2 separate regions of the Rattus norvegicus genome follow, and region 1 is linked to region 2. The links are chromatin contacts, called in public Hi-C maps. All regions are on one chromosome and are shown on one strand. Each heading gives the region's core, a stretch centred on a gene start, on an enhancer-like site or on the middle of the called end of the contact. The rest is flanking DNA. Distances are from core to core; before and after follow the strand shown.

Region 1 (6,780 bases), core at 1,514-4,013, 250 kb before region 2:
ACGCCATGAAGTCACTCGATATAAAACTGTGCCTTGACCCCCAGCTCCTGGATGCAGGGTGAGGCCGGGCACATCACCAGGCCCTAAGAACCTATGGGATCTTTTGTTTGGAGAAGGTTTCTGGCCCCTTGTCTCTCCTGATCCTAATCTGTGTATTGTCCTGCTAGTTTTCAGTTTTTATATTCTTTTAAAAATAGCATAATAGAGGCTGGAAAGATGGCTTATGGGTAAAGTGCTTGCTATGGGAGTGTGAGAACTGAAACCTGAGTCCCCAGAACCCACATCTACACTGGGTGTTTCTTGGAAGCTGCCATAACCCCGGGCTCCAGCAGCAGAGATAGGGGATGCCCTGACCAGCTGGACTGACCACATCAGCAAGCTCTGGGTTCAGGGAGAGGCTCCATCTTAGCAAATAAAGTGGGGGAAAACATCCCACACCAACCTCTGGTTCTCACACACGTGTGCGCGCGCGCGGGCGCGCGGGCGCGCGCACACACACACACACACACACACACACACACACACACACACTTAAAAAATAGCACGTAGTCAGGAAGCTCTATTTTTGCAGCCTTCACTTTACATCATCTCCTTCTTTTCAGTTTTGAGATGGGTATTTGTGCTTCCAAATATGGGCACTGACACCAACCGTGTCTTGGGGAACTGAGTCTACCATGCAAGGCAGTGATTCCTGGTCTAGGCCCTTCCCCCTCCTCAATCTGAGCTCCAGTGAGCACTCAGCAGAGCAAGTGCTGTCTGTGGTTAACTGGACCTGAGTGACTCACTCGCCGCCTCCAGCAGACGGGGTCTGCCCCAGCCTCGTCTCTCTGTGTGAACACACACAGCCTTAGTTACAGCTGCAGCAGCCTGTGCCCCATACCTGACCAGGTGTACCTCTCTTACCTCCTTTCGAGCCAACGATGTCTCTCGCTACCTTCCCCACAGTGCCCTGGACCTAGAGAGATGGAGAGGGGAGACGAGGGCTTGAATTCAAATTTTCCACGAGCTGCGGGAAAATCCCCGGCCTTCTCTGAGGAGCAAGCAAGGTGTGTCTTGTCAGTGGGCTGACATGTACAAACACAGTCACTTCAGAATGTTAAAGTACCCCCTTGTGGGTAACAGAGGCTGCAAATTGGTAGGTATTGGGGATGGGTCAGGATACCTCCCCAAGAGAGGTCCCATGTCACCTTTTTCGAGGACCCTAGAAAGGGTAACTTGCATGACTGTGGAGAGTCAGAGGCAGCTCAGGTGAAGGGCACTGAGGGACCTCATCTTCACACAAGTTATAGCTGCTCATAGCCCTGTTTCCATGGTTACTGCCTAGGGATGAGATCACCTTCCACAGGCAGGAGCGCCAGGCACTCTGCCAAGGAGACTCTCTAGTGTGCGGCCAGCTATGCTGACCGCAGGGCAGGATGAAGCCGGCTGATATCTCCCTTAGGTAGCAAAGGTGGAGGGATACAGGTGGCCATCACAGAGCTGAGCCAGAGACGCGTGAGACCAGGGCCTCTTGTCCAGCCGGGCCCACGTGACATGTCAGTGCTGACAAAGCAGACTCTGGGAGGGAGCATCAGGTAGTCAGGAGTGACCACACCCAGAACTGCCTATGTTGGGGCCTCACCTCAGAGCTGACTTTTCCTCATCACAGAGTCCTTTGAGTCCCAGCTACTTGTCAGCCATGCAGTCCAGGGCCTGGCAGCTGTGGCCTCGAGTGGACATGACACACTCCTGGAGCCCCAGGTCTCTAGATGCCAAAGCACAGAGCTGGATCCCATTAGGGTGGACCCCACTGGCCACACTGATGTCACCCCAGGACGATGCCTGGAAAGAGAGGATTCTGGGGCTGCAACAAGCATGGCAGCTAGGGCATGAGGACCAAAGAGGGAAATTTGTGCTGTTTTTCTGCAGGAGATACAACAGAGAATTGAAGTGCGATGCCTGCTTGCTGAGACGTTTGCAAGAGGCGACAAGGTTCTCCTTAGTCCTAGTTTAGAGCTGGGGCATGACGGGTATGGCTTTGCTGAAAAGCAAAGCCCTGGAGAAAGGATGGATCAAGGAGGGTGAGGTTGACGGTGAGTGGTGTGGAGAGACAGGCAGGGCTGGGGTGAGGCATGAGGAAGTTCTCTGGATGGTTCTGTAAAAGGGCATACTCAGTGTGCTCCTGTTAGCATTCCGGAGTGACAAAGAAACCCCTTCCTTCCTCACACAACGCATCTCCATCTGATCGTGGCCGGTCCCGGGGGTCTCTTTCTAGCATCACTGATCTGAGCCTTGAGCCTGTGTGTCTTGTCTCTGGCCTTCTGGCTCCCACTGGTCCTTTGGGCTTCGGCCCCTCCCCTATCAAACAGCCTGTGCTTGCACGCGCCGGACTTTTCTTTGTCCTGCCGGTGCTATCCTGGCTTGTCTGCTTCTCTCCTTTGGTGTGCCAGCTCTAAGTGGGCAGGAACTTGTTATGGTCTCACAACCAAGGTCCTGGTCCCTAAGGCATGTCCGTCATGCTGGAGGTACTTCACCAATGGTTGTCAGAATCCACGAGACCTTTAGTCCCAGTTGTCTCTCTGCCCTCTGGTATGGAGTGGGTACTGCTTTAATTTTGGTTTTTGTTTTGTCTCTCCCCCCAACCCCCGCGTGGGAAAGATACCTCAGTCCAAAGTGACCCAGGGAAGCATCGGCCACGGCTGCTACAAGAACCCTGGGCCGGTCCTTCAGTTTCCAGTCTGGCTGGCCTTATGCTGATGCCTGTCCAGGCCGTGAACGTGCAGCTGACCCTGCGCCAGAGCGGTTCTTCTACGAGGCAGCCGCCCCGCTAACTGCTGGGGCGGGCAGAGAGACCTGAGCCTGGAGGCTTCTCTGCGGGGGCTGATGTGTGAGGGATTTATGGGTCGTGGTTAGAAATGAAAAGCAATTCAATTCAATCCCAGGGCGGTGAGAGCTTCCCAGAGCCTCGCTAAGTGGGTCTGGAGCAGCGATCAGCGTTGCGAATCTATTAGCCCACACTCGGCATCTGAGTCACCGGGGAAGAGCCAGGAAGCGGCAGCGCCCAGCGGGCTGCACGTCAATTATGCTCCTCTCTGTTTAATTAAGTCATAAAACACACCCGTGTCTGGAAAGGGGCTGGACACCAAGGCTGCGACCTCTGCTGCCAGCATTACACAACCATAGTCTGGGAGGACACTGAGGAACCACACTCTCCTGCCTGCCTAGGACTCAGTGTCCCTGATGGAGGCCTAGAGGCCTGATGGAGGCACTGTCTCCATCCCTCTGAAGGCCAAAGAGGTCAAGCAGGAGGATAGGGTGGATGGACCCGGCTGTGGGAGGCCACCTAGATTCAAGCTACTGAGCTGGGTCGCCTATGCCCAGTCCTTCACCTCGCCGTGCCTCAGTCTCTCCACATGCACAGCAAAGGATGGGGGAGCATCTGAACTCACAGAGAAGTGGGTGGAAGACAGATGCAGGCACATGGAGGGCATGTGGAAAGGATGTGGAGGGGGCAGGGAGTAGAGTGTGGAGGGTTGTAGAGAGGAATGGGGGTACAAAGGGACCTTGGCATGTGGCATCCATACAGGTAGGGTGGCAGTAGCCTGCACATCAGGTGATACCTAGCTTCTGTGGAGCAATGCCCTGGAGTGGTTCTCTTCTCTGCCTCTCAGTGGCTTGTGCCACCTGGGCTATTATTTATCCTATATATTCTCTGAATGCAGTTCCCTCTTTGAAAACATAAACAAAAATATCTGTTGAAGCATCTCCAGGCTTCCCCAGAAGAGCCAGAGCCACTGGCCCTAAGGAAAAAGCGAATTGTGACTGGGCACAGTGATCCCTGAACAGTTCCAGTCCAGATGCTACTCTGGTGCCAAGGTGTGCCAACATGGCCTCCTTCTTTCAGGAGATTAGCAGGTTCTGGAGGATTCAGACAGCCCAGGGGCATCTTGCGCTGTTCTAGCAAGTGGTGTGATCTGTAAAAGACGCCCAGGTTCTTGTTGAATCCAAGCAGGGTCTTCAGTGGCGCCTCTGAAGCCAAGATGGGCAGGAGGAAAACAGCAATCAGTTGTAACCTTGGAGGGCAGCACACACAGCTTGATCCACAGAGGACACATGAAACCCAAGGTCCTTCTGAGAAGGACAAGTAGAGACAGAATGAAGGGACATGCTCAAAGCACCTCTGCCATCTGGGCATGCTCTGTCAAGTCAGGGATAGGCACATCTTTGAAAGTCCCCTCCTGCTTAGGGTCTTCTTGTCACATGATAGTCACGATCCTTCGCTGGGAAGGAATGACTCACAGAGCATCATGGGAAAGCAGAACCAACCTGCTCCCAGACCTTGCTGTACATGAGAGCCTGTCTCCAATACCAGTGAATTTTCTAAACTTTCCAACCTGCAGGAGGTCTAGAGAGACAAAATGTTGGATTGTAAGATCTGGAGAATCATATGTGTGAAGAGATCTTGGGGAGAAATTCTAGAGTGGAGACTTATATGCACAGCATGAAGTCCAAGAGCTGATCAGTAGGCACACGTTGTCAAGATTAGTGTGGGGTGGGACTCATAAAGATCAAATGATCTCTCAGCACCTTATCACCAATATATGGCAATGGTCCAGATGCTGGGTGTGATGGTTTGCATATGCTTGGCCCAAGGAGTGGCACTGTTAGAAGGTGTGGCCTTGTTGCAGTGGGTGTGTCACTGTGGGCGTGGCCTTTAAGACCCTTACCCTAGCTGCCTGAAGTCAGGCTTCTGGGTGCCTTCAGAACAAGATGTAGAACTCTCAGCCCCTCCTATGCCATGCCTGTCTGGATACTGCCAGGCCCTTGCCTTGATGATAATGGGCTGAACCTCTGAACCTGGAAGCCAGCCCCAATTAAATGCTGTCCTTTATAAGACTTGCCTTGGTCATGGTGTCTGTTCACAGCAGTAGAACTCTAAGACACTGGGAGTGAGGCCTGCTGTGGACTGGGCATGTGCTCCTCTTGCTTTGGACTCCATGTGCTAAGCTTTGGTGTGGCTTGAGTTTCCTTTAAGAGGAAGAAAAGACAACATTGACAATGCATTGACATTCACGCAGGAGATTAATGTGGCACGGAGAGCCACAGGGGCTCTCAGTGATGGCCGCCTTCAGCAACTTTTCTTCTGTGGGTCTTTGCTTTTGGCTAACGTAAGAAGCTGAAATGGGAGGGACCACTGTGGTAAACAGATACATTCATCACGAATTAATTTGGGCATGCTTACATCCCCCTCAATAGAGAGAAAATTAATTACAGTCAAGAGGCTTCTGTGGGTGTTTAAATGGAAGATAAATATATGCAAGGAAATAGCTTCTTTAAAAGTACAAGCAGCACAGAGACAGGTTGCCCATCACCTTTCCAGGGGAACTTGTCCTCCTTCAGGATTCGCTGAGCGGATATATTGCGGATGACGGCCTTCTTGGGATGGGCACCTGGCAAGGCACACTGTCTGCACGGCTCTACCCAAAACAGCTAAGTAGAAAACCCTAAATAATGGACTAGAAAGATGTGTCAGCAATTAAGAGCTCTCTGCTCTTCCAGAGGACCCGGACCCATATGGCAGCTCACAACGGTCTGTAACTCCAGTCCCTAACACCCTCTTCTGGCCTCTCTGGGCACCAGGCATGAACATGATGCACATACATGCATACATGCAGGCAAAACACTCATTCACATAAAGTGAAATAAATAGAACTAAAAATGAAAATGTAAATGAAACAGAAACTTAAAACAGAGGAGAGTCTTAGCCCAAGACAGGGGACTCTGCATACAAGAGTGGCCTTGTGATGTGTGAGGTTAGACGGCAGCTAGGCTGGGCTAAGTGATGTCCAAGTATCTGGTGAGGCGTCATGTTTCATGTGTCTGAGGGAAGTTTCTGGAAGACATTGATGTTGTAACAGTGACTGAGCGGCACCACACACCAGCTGGGGACACAGGGAAAGGTACCTCACACTCTGGGCTGGAATGCCTATCTTCTGTCCCTATGTCAGCGCTTCAGGGCGACAGTATCTCAGGGTGAATCCAGACCATCCTTGGTGGGATTGTACATAATGAAGGTGGATTTCTGTACTTCTATGTGAATCAGTTTCTAGAATATACATCCTTCTATCCAACCACTGGGCTACCTAATTATCCATCTGTTGGGAGCAATGCCCTTGAAGCCCTCCATTGTTGATGTTATTATTATGGTTAGAATTAAGTATGACTGAGTTCATGGAAAATCCCCAGCCGGCTGCAGAAGACTAATACAAATCTGGTGGTCAGGATGAATAATGATTTGATAAAGTTCTGACCTTGCTGAGAAATACACCTGACGTCAAGACGCCCAATGTGATGACCTGTAACCTTTCTGAAAAACCAACATCCTGCTGACTAATAGATATGACAAACCTGTGAACTTCATGACATCCTGTCAACGTCAGCCGATTCCCTGACCACACGAATATGTGTCCTTGGCCTGCGTAAATGTTTCTTACTTCCCCCCTCCCTCTGTTACCCCTGTTATGATATAAATTCAGCCTTGGGGAAAAATAAAATTGTCGCCTTGATCAGACTCTTGTCTTGGTGTCCTTCTTCGCGTCTCTTGTCCTCCATTCTCTTCCAGGTACCCTCAGCACCCATCGTTGACATCTATCCGTATAGTCAATCTTGTTTGTAACCCAATGAGATCTACAATCACCATGGACATGAACTTCTGGGAAAGTCTTGAGGAGTCTCCTAGCTTAGGTGGAGGTAGGGAGACATGTCCTGGGCTGAACTCCTGGGCTGAATAAAAGGAGACCA
Region 2 (6,909 bases), core at 2,283-4,782:
CAAGAAGGCAAGGGTTGAATAGGTGAAGACTGTTGATGACCACAGGGAGGTGAAGACCCAACAGAGAAACAGGCCCTCAGTGGGAGGACGCTGAGCAAGAGAGACAACTGAGTTACAGCTCTGAGTTTAGAAAAAGCCTGAGGCCAACAAGAGTAGAAGCAGAAGCAGCCAGCCTCAGAGGCTGGCCCACTGGAGGCAGGAGACACCTCTTAGGAAGTAGGTAATCCGGAAAGTCTGACAAGGATACTGTGCACAGGGTTTATATAGACCCAGGTTGAGCGCTGATTGGCCGGGTACATACAAATAAGGGAAAAATAAGGACCAATCAGTGGAGAGTTTGCCAAAACTGAGGCACATTCTCAATCTCAAGGGCTCTGTCCCCTTTCTCCTCTGCATCCTCATCCGTTTGCAGCAGAAGAGAGAAAGGCTGAGGGGTGGGGTGGAGTTGGACCTGAAGTTTTTGCGGGTCCAGATGCTGCTCTGATCGCTCTGGTCCCTCATACTGTTAGGCCGGAACCCCTGCTCCTCCCCGGCACAAGCTGGGAAACCCTGTCTGCCCTCCTTCCACCAACCCCACCCACTCAGAAAATTCCCGGGTCTGCTTGGAGAAAACTCTGTCCAGGCTAACATGTCACCACTCCTGGTGCCCGCCCAGGGGCTCAGTTTTTAACCATATATGGACACAATCCCAGCTCCTGGCTGACACGTCATCACTCCTCCCCTAAGCTCTATAAAATTCCCTCGCTTCAGCCTGGACTGGTGATTTCACTGAGCTCCACCTGTGAGGTTGGTGAGCCCACCCGAGAGCTGCCTCCTGATAAACCTGCCTTTACCTACTTCTAATCTGGTCTAGTCTGACCTAGATCTGTGTCACTGAGGGAGAGAAAACACCTATCACACACCACCATTACGGCCACAATCCCAGCCTGAGGACACCGCCTGGGGTGTGCTGACCAGCGTAACAGTGACTCGAGCAAACCACAAACTCTCTGAAAAAGGTCGTCCCCAACTCACAGGGTTCTCACACAGTTGATGGCATGTCAGAACCCAGCCTGGATCCCAGCACCCTGTGTGGCCTGTACTGTCCCCATGGAAACTTCAGGTTCCCTCTGGGAATGGTGGGTAGTGTTCTGAGCCTTTTTATCACCTTTGGGTGCAGAGAATGTTAAAGTCTGGAAGTGTAGGGAGGGTCCCCTCTGAACCGCTGTACCCTAACCATCTATCAGAACCTGTTGCTCTTACAGTGTTGAAAATACCACTCAAGGGTCTTCTATGGCATTCTAATACTACATAGACTTCCTTTGTATGAACACAAAGAAAGATGATTTAAGCCCCCCGCCTCGCGGTTGTTTTAAACTTTTGCTATTATAATTGTCCCTGCAGGGAACATACGCACAGCTAAATCTTTACTTGCTTAATTACCACCTTGGAATAAATTACTAGGTCTGGAATTGAGGGTTCAAAAGACACAGGCATATAAAGGCTTTTTGATACATATTGCCAAATTGACCTAGCAAAAACGTACTAAAACCTGCCCTCGGACCTGAAGCAAGGGCCACACCCCCTTCCCTGCACATGGCCTAGCATATCTCCCAACCCCTCACACCCCCAACACCCCACCCCACCACACCCCCTGCCTTCAGCTTAACTTGTGTTTTCCTCTCCTGCGGATCACACAGTCGTTGTCTTTAAGTACCTTATGGTTGTGCTAGGAACGTTCTGGGTTTATTAGCCACTCGTGGCTTCAAGTCTTTTGTCAGAGTTCTTTGTCCATCTCCCTGTGGAGGGGGCCCTCCTCTCCTCTCCATAATGGCCTACAGAGCGCTGAGAAGTACCTGCCTTCCTGAAGCGGGGGCCCAGCTGCAATCCGTACCCTCTCTGGTTGCTATGCAGATGTGCCAGTGGAGGGGACCAGTCTCCATGGCCACAGATGCCCGGGTCTCCACAAGGAGCTAGCAGGGAGAGGTTGCCATGGTGATGCTACCCAAGCAGGGCCTGGCTCCCCGCCCACCATGCAAGGCTTTGAGGGCTATGGGGAGGAAACAAGGGGTTCTGCAGCCGCGTACCCGCAGCGCCCAGCCTGAGGAGTCAGAGGCTTAGACTATTCCATCCTGAACATGGAGATGCACGATAAGATGAGAGATGAAGCTACTCGTCCCAAAACTTAAAAGTCATGTCCCTCGGCCAGATCCGAGAGTCCTCAAGGCGCTAAATGAACACTTTGTGAGTAAAATCGGGATTATCTTGTGATTGGCACAGTCACGGTGCGTTATTCGTGTGAAGTGTGTTTAAAAGAACCGGCTTGTTAGAGTAACATTCAAAACACACACCAGTTCTTTAAAAGCATGCCTTTGAGTTGTAATTGCCATGATTCTCAAAAACACTGAGCGGGAAGTGTCAGTTCTCTTGGAGACAACCTGTCCCTCGTTTTACAGATGAATTGTACCCCAAAATCCACACAACGAATTACGTGCACGTGCGCACACACACACACACACACACACACACACACACACACACACCTCACTTAGAGATAGCCTTTAAGGAGAACACGAAGTGAAAATGATTCTTGAGGGTGGTCCCAAGCCACTGGCTGGTGTCCTTGTGAAGAGGAGAGAGAACGTAGACACCTGTGGGGAGACGGCTTCGACAGGCAAAGCAAGTTGACCTCAGACGATGCCAACCATGACTTCCCTGCGCTTGCTCCCAAACACTCTGAGCTGCCCCTAGTATGCTTTGTTCCTCCTTCCTGGAGAGGCTGAAGGAAGGATGTCACCACTCCTCAAATAGCCACAACTCAGACTATCTTTGGCAGGCCTGACTGAGTTCTGAGTGCTTCCTGCCTGAGGTTAGGGATATTCTCATATCTTTTTTTAGTTCATCCATGACCTCACATTCTCCCAACGCCTCCCTTGAACCAGGCACTGGGCAAGGTGCTAGGATGACAGGGTGTGCAGGGAAGACAAGTGCCCGCCCTCACCCACATGCTGCCCCGTGATATCATCTCAGATGCTCCCTGGGCAGCATGATACTGGTAGGACAGATCGCAAAGGACAAGGTGTAGCCAGGGATAAGAGGGGAACATCTGAGCCAGAAATCAGAGAGCCTGGAACAGGCAGGGGGAAGGTTATGGGCAGAAGGAACCAAGAGTAACTGTTCCCAGTCTGGGCGCCCATAAGACACTGCTGCAGTTCTGTGTGGATAAGGGTACAGGGGCAATGAGGACGGTGCCTCAAGTTGTCCCCGAGTATACTGGGCTGAGGGACCCTTCTGTTCCCTTGCCAGAGCACCCTACACCCCTTGTCTACAGTAAGCATTGGTAGAAAACAAGTGAGATTTAGAGAGAAAACTAAATTAGAGTCTCCATTTTGAATCAGCAGGGCATGTTGCCTCAAGGATGCTGTGCTGTAGGGCACACTGTATACATCCCTGACTCCTGCTTTGGGGCCCAGATCAGCTGATCCTGCTGAAGGGGATGGGAGTGTTGATGGCTGCCACTGGGGACTTGGGGAGAGCCACCCTGCTGGTTCACATTCCTCTCAGGGAGGAGGAGGCATCAGAAGGAACCTGCCCCATTCAACAACTGGTTGGTGTGGGGCTCACAGGCCTAGAATTATGGACAGATCTGCAGGAACTCGGGGGTTGTGGGGGAGTCGCTGGCATTCTGCTGCTCACCTCCACACCCCAAATCTCCTCCCTAAATAACCTCTTGCGGGCAGTTCCACTCTGCAAGCTCTCGTCCCCTGGAAACTGGCTACAGGCGTGTTTCTTCTAATCAGCCCCCACGCAGATACACAACAGGTATCAGCCTTCAGCATCCTAAGGATAGAAAGGCTGTGTTTGCAGACTGGACAAGGGAAAATGGGTTAAGTGCTAGATTCATACTACTCGTCCCCTTGCTGGACCCTCAAGCTCCATGTTACCATTTCCCACCAAGCTCTGCCCAGGCCCTGGCAGAGTGAGCTCAACCGACAGCTCCACCCCTGGGTTCTCAGGTGGCTCCTGGTTCCACTTTGCTGGCTGCCACTTCCCCCCAGAATGCTGTCTCTCGCCCTCATTACTGGCTCTAGGAGGATATCCTAGAAGCCAACCCCACTACTAAAGTATAGGTACCCGGGAAGTGTTTAAAAAGTGCCTCCCGGAAAGCAGTTGGGAGCGGGAAGCGCACAGGTGCCAATAGAGGAAGGCCCTACAGGAGCCTCCCTGGGTGCCTGCACCAAGGGAAAGATTTCCCATCCCCCACCCCCATCCTATATCAACCAACACCGAGGCTCCCCCGTGGCTGTCTGCTCTGCAGGAAAAACTTGCTGAAAAACTAGGAAGGGATACCCTGAGTTGATGGCTAGGTCTGTGGGCATCCTGGCCAGATTAGAGGCATTACCCTGTCAGTCTGGATCAAATGTGCCGCCCCGCCCCCTCTTCCTCCTCACAGCCTCCAACCCCAGGAAAGCCGCTTGTAGCACTGCGGTCCTCTGTACTACCCTCCCCAACCCCAGCATCCATCCCAACACTGAACCTCAGAGGCAGATACTGGGTGCTTGGCTTCCCCGGGGAGGCCTGTGGTGTGGGGCTCACTCAGAGTATCAGGAACTCGTTCCCTTGGGAAAAGGTCCAGCCGGGACAATTGATTCCGTTCTGACAAAGCCAAAGTTCGCATTAAAAAACAACCGTGGAGCAATCTCTCTAGGTGTGGTAAACAGACTCCCGAGGGTCCTGCCACGGGGGCTTCACCACCAGTCGGAGGCTGACTGGAACAAAGACTTGACTCTGTCTCACTATACGTCAGGCCTGTGAGGATAAACTGTCAAGACACTGGACGGCGGCGGCGGCGGGGGCGGCGGCACACTGACTCCCCTAGCTTCACACAGGCCTGAGCTTGGGGCTGACTCAAATTTCTTTGTCCTGACAGACATCAGCACGGAGCTGACAAAAGGTGGAGAACAAGCACTTGTTTTCTGTGGGTTCGCAAGTGCAGGCTGTCTCCAGGGTGAGACCAGTCACAGAGAGCAAGAGAAACTGTAAGCCCAGGCAGCCTTAAAGTCAAACCTCAGCTGCCGCCCTGCTGGCAGGGGCGGGGTATCCCACCGGCGACAAACCGTGAAAGCTTCAGCAAGGCTGTGGGCAGGAAGGAGCCAAACCCCTTCTGACTAGTACTGACTAGTGCCCTTCCATTCTTTCTAGAAATTTTTCAGGGCCACTCTTACACACGAGGGGTCAGGCATCCTCTGCAGCCATGGGCCTGGCACTCAGCCCTTCCGCCTCCAGTGTAAAATGGAGTCGCTGCTTCCTCCTTGCTGTCTGCTTGCTCCAGTGCAGAGTGAGCTGAAACACTCCAAGGACTCAGCACGGAGCTTGGCACGCAGTAAGTGCTAAATGAGTCTGGTTATTCTTAGATCCCGGGGCTGTTCTGCTGGTGGGGTGGAGAACTACGAAGCCACTGAGCGGTAGGATCGCTCAGAGAGGAATAAGTACCACCAACCAAGCAAGGTAGTCACAAGGCGCACCGGGCAGGAGGGGGCGTTCCTGGGGCAGCCAGAATAGACCCGAGGCTAGACCGTTTGTTGGTTTGGATCGCCATGGGAACAGGAAAATATCGGAGAGGAGACTTGAGTTCCAGAGGAAAGTAATGGGCAATGAATGAAGAACCATGAGGAGGCCCTTGCATTGTCCCTTTCCCGCTCCTGAGAGCACTGACCCTCTTCTGCTTGGTGCTGGCTTCCAGGGAAGGCAGTCCTAATCCTGGAGGGAGAAATAAAGCAAAAACCTCCACACCCTGCGGGTCTGCCCTCTTCTGAATGTGCTCCAAAGCCGACCTGGATCTGAGGGTCTAAGGCCTTATACTCTAAGGCCAACCAGATGACACCCAGTGGTTCACACCCATGCTGCCATCTTGTCTTCACCCCAGCCAAATAAGGTTCATGGAAGCCCACAGGGGCTCCTCAGTTGGTGGGAGCAGCTTCTGTGGGAAGTAAGCACGCCTGAGGACTTGGGACCTCAGCTACCGTCTGCCCACCTGGGAAGCCCAAATGAGGAAGGGTTTACACAGAAGACTGAGCAGCAGACAGATGAGGGGTCTGCTGAGCTGAAATGGGATTTCCACAATGCCCCTCCTCCACCTCTCCATGTTCCCCTCCCCCTCCAAGCTCCAAGCTCTCCCCTCAAGAAACCACCTTTTTTTTTTTTTTTTTGTCTGAGAGGCTGCCACTGACTAGAGTCCCCAGTTGCTAGGTGATGAGAACTCAGTCTGGCAGGCAGAGTAAGGAGAAGGGCAGGGGCTGGTGGGCTTGAGTGCCTCCCCTCCCACACTTCCACAGCCCTGCAGACAGCTGGGCACCCAGACCCATAGGCCCAGTGGCAGGCAGAAGCAGACAATGGTAGTCGCAGGCACTGGGCCCCTACAGCACACTCCACCACCAGAGCACACCCAAACAATCCAAGGCTTCTGTATATAAACACCCCTCACTACCCAGACAGGCACAGCAGGAAGACAGGAGGCTTGGATCCACACAAACACGGGCACAGGTGCACCCCAGATGCCTGCTACTCTGCAGAGAAGGGAGGGGCCTCGCCAGGCTGTACTAGAGATCAAAAGGACCCCCCACCCAGGGCAGGGACAATGGGACACCCAAGGAGAACCACATCCTCTCCCTAAGAATGCTCCCTGCCCCATCCTTCCCTACCTCCCACATCATCTATTAGACTAGAGGCCATCTTCAGTCCAGAGCTCAACTAGGCTTTGTGTATCTCTTTATCTCCCTTGCTGGGGACACTGAATATGCCCCCTTCCCTATGTAGACCAGGCTAGCCTCATACTAACAGAGATCTGCCTACCTATCTCTCAAATGCTGAGATTAAAGGCATGTACCGCTATACTCAGGAAGTGACTCTGGGACTTTTAAAGAGGTGACA

What was found. Hi-C and Micro-C count contacts between places; a contact is called where the count stands out from the background.
Region 1: a contact with region 2 is called in a Hi-C map of frontal cortex, with 2.2 times the contacts expected there. The contact joins two enhancer-like sites. A contact is called at or near these places in 3 of 12 Hi-C or Micro-C datasets (the A7r5 cell line, Schwann cells and frontal cortex).

Annotation. Positions count from the first base shown.
Region 1 is chr4:123,207,739-123,214,518 of GRCr8, reverse strand. No RefSeq gene overlaps it. Among named protein-coding and RNA genes, the nearest start is that of Prr20e, 87 kb to the right of the region's middle. Within about 2 kb of position 2,763, at least 21 of the 93 cell types and tissues checked have an H3K27ac peak or open chromatin away from gene starts, as enhancers often do.
Region 2 is chr4:122,959,159-122,966,067 of GRCr8, reverse strand. LOC102554942 (a long non-coding RNA gene) reads right to left here. Exons shown (of 2, transcript XR_001837633.3): 1 at 5,205-6,909. Among named protein-coding and RNA genes, the nearest start is that of Tpra1, 41 kb to the right of the region's middle. Within about 2 kb of position 3,532, at least 10 of the 93 cell types and tissues checked have an H3K27ac peak or open chromatin away from gene starts, as enhancers often do.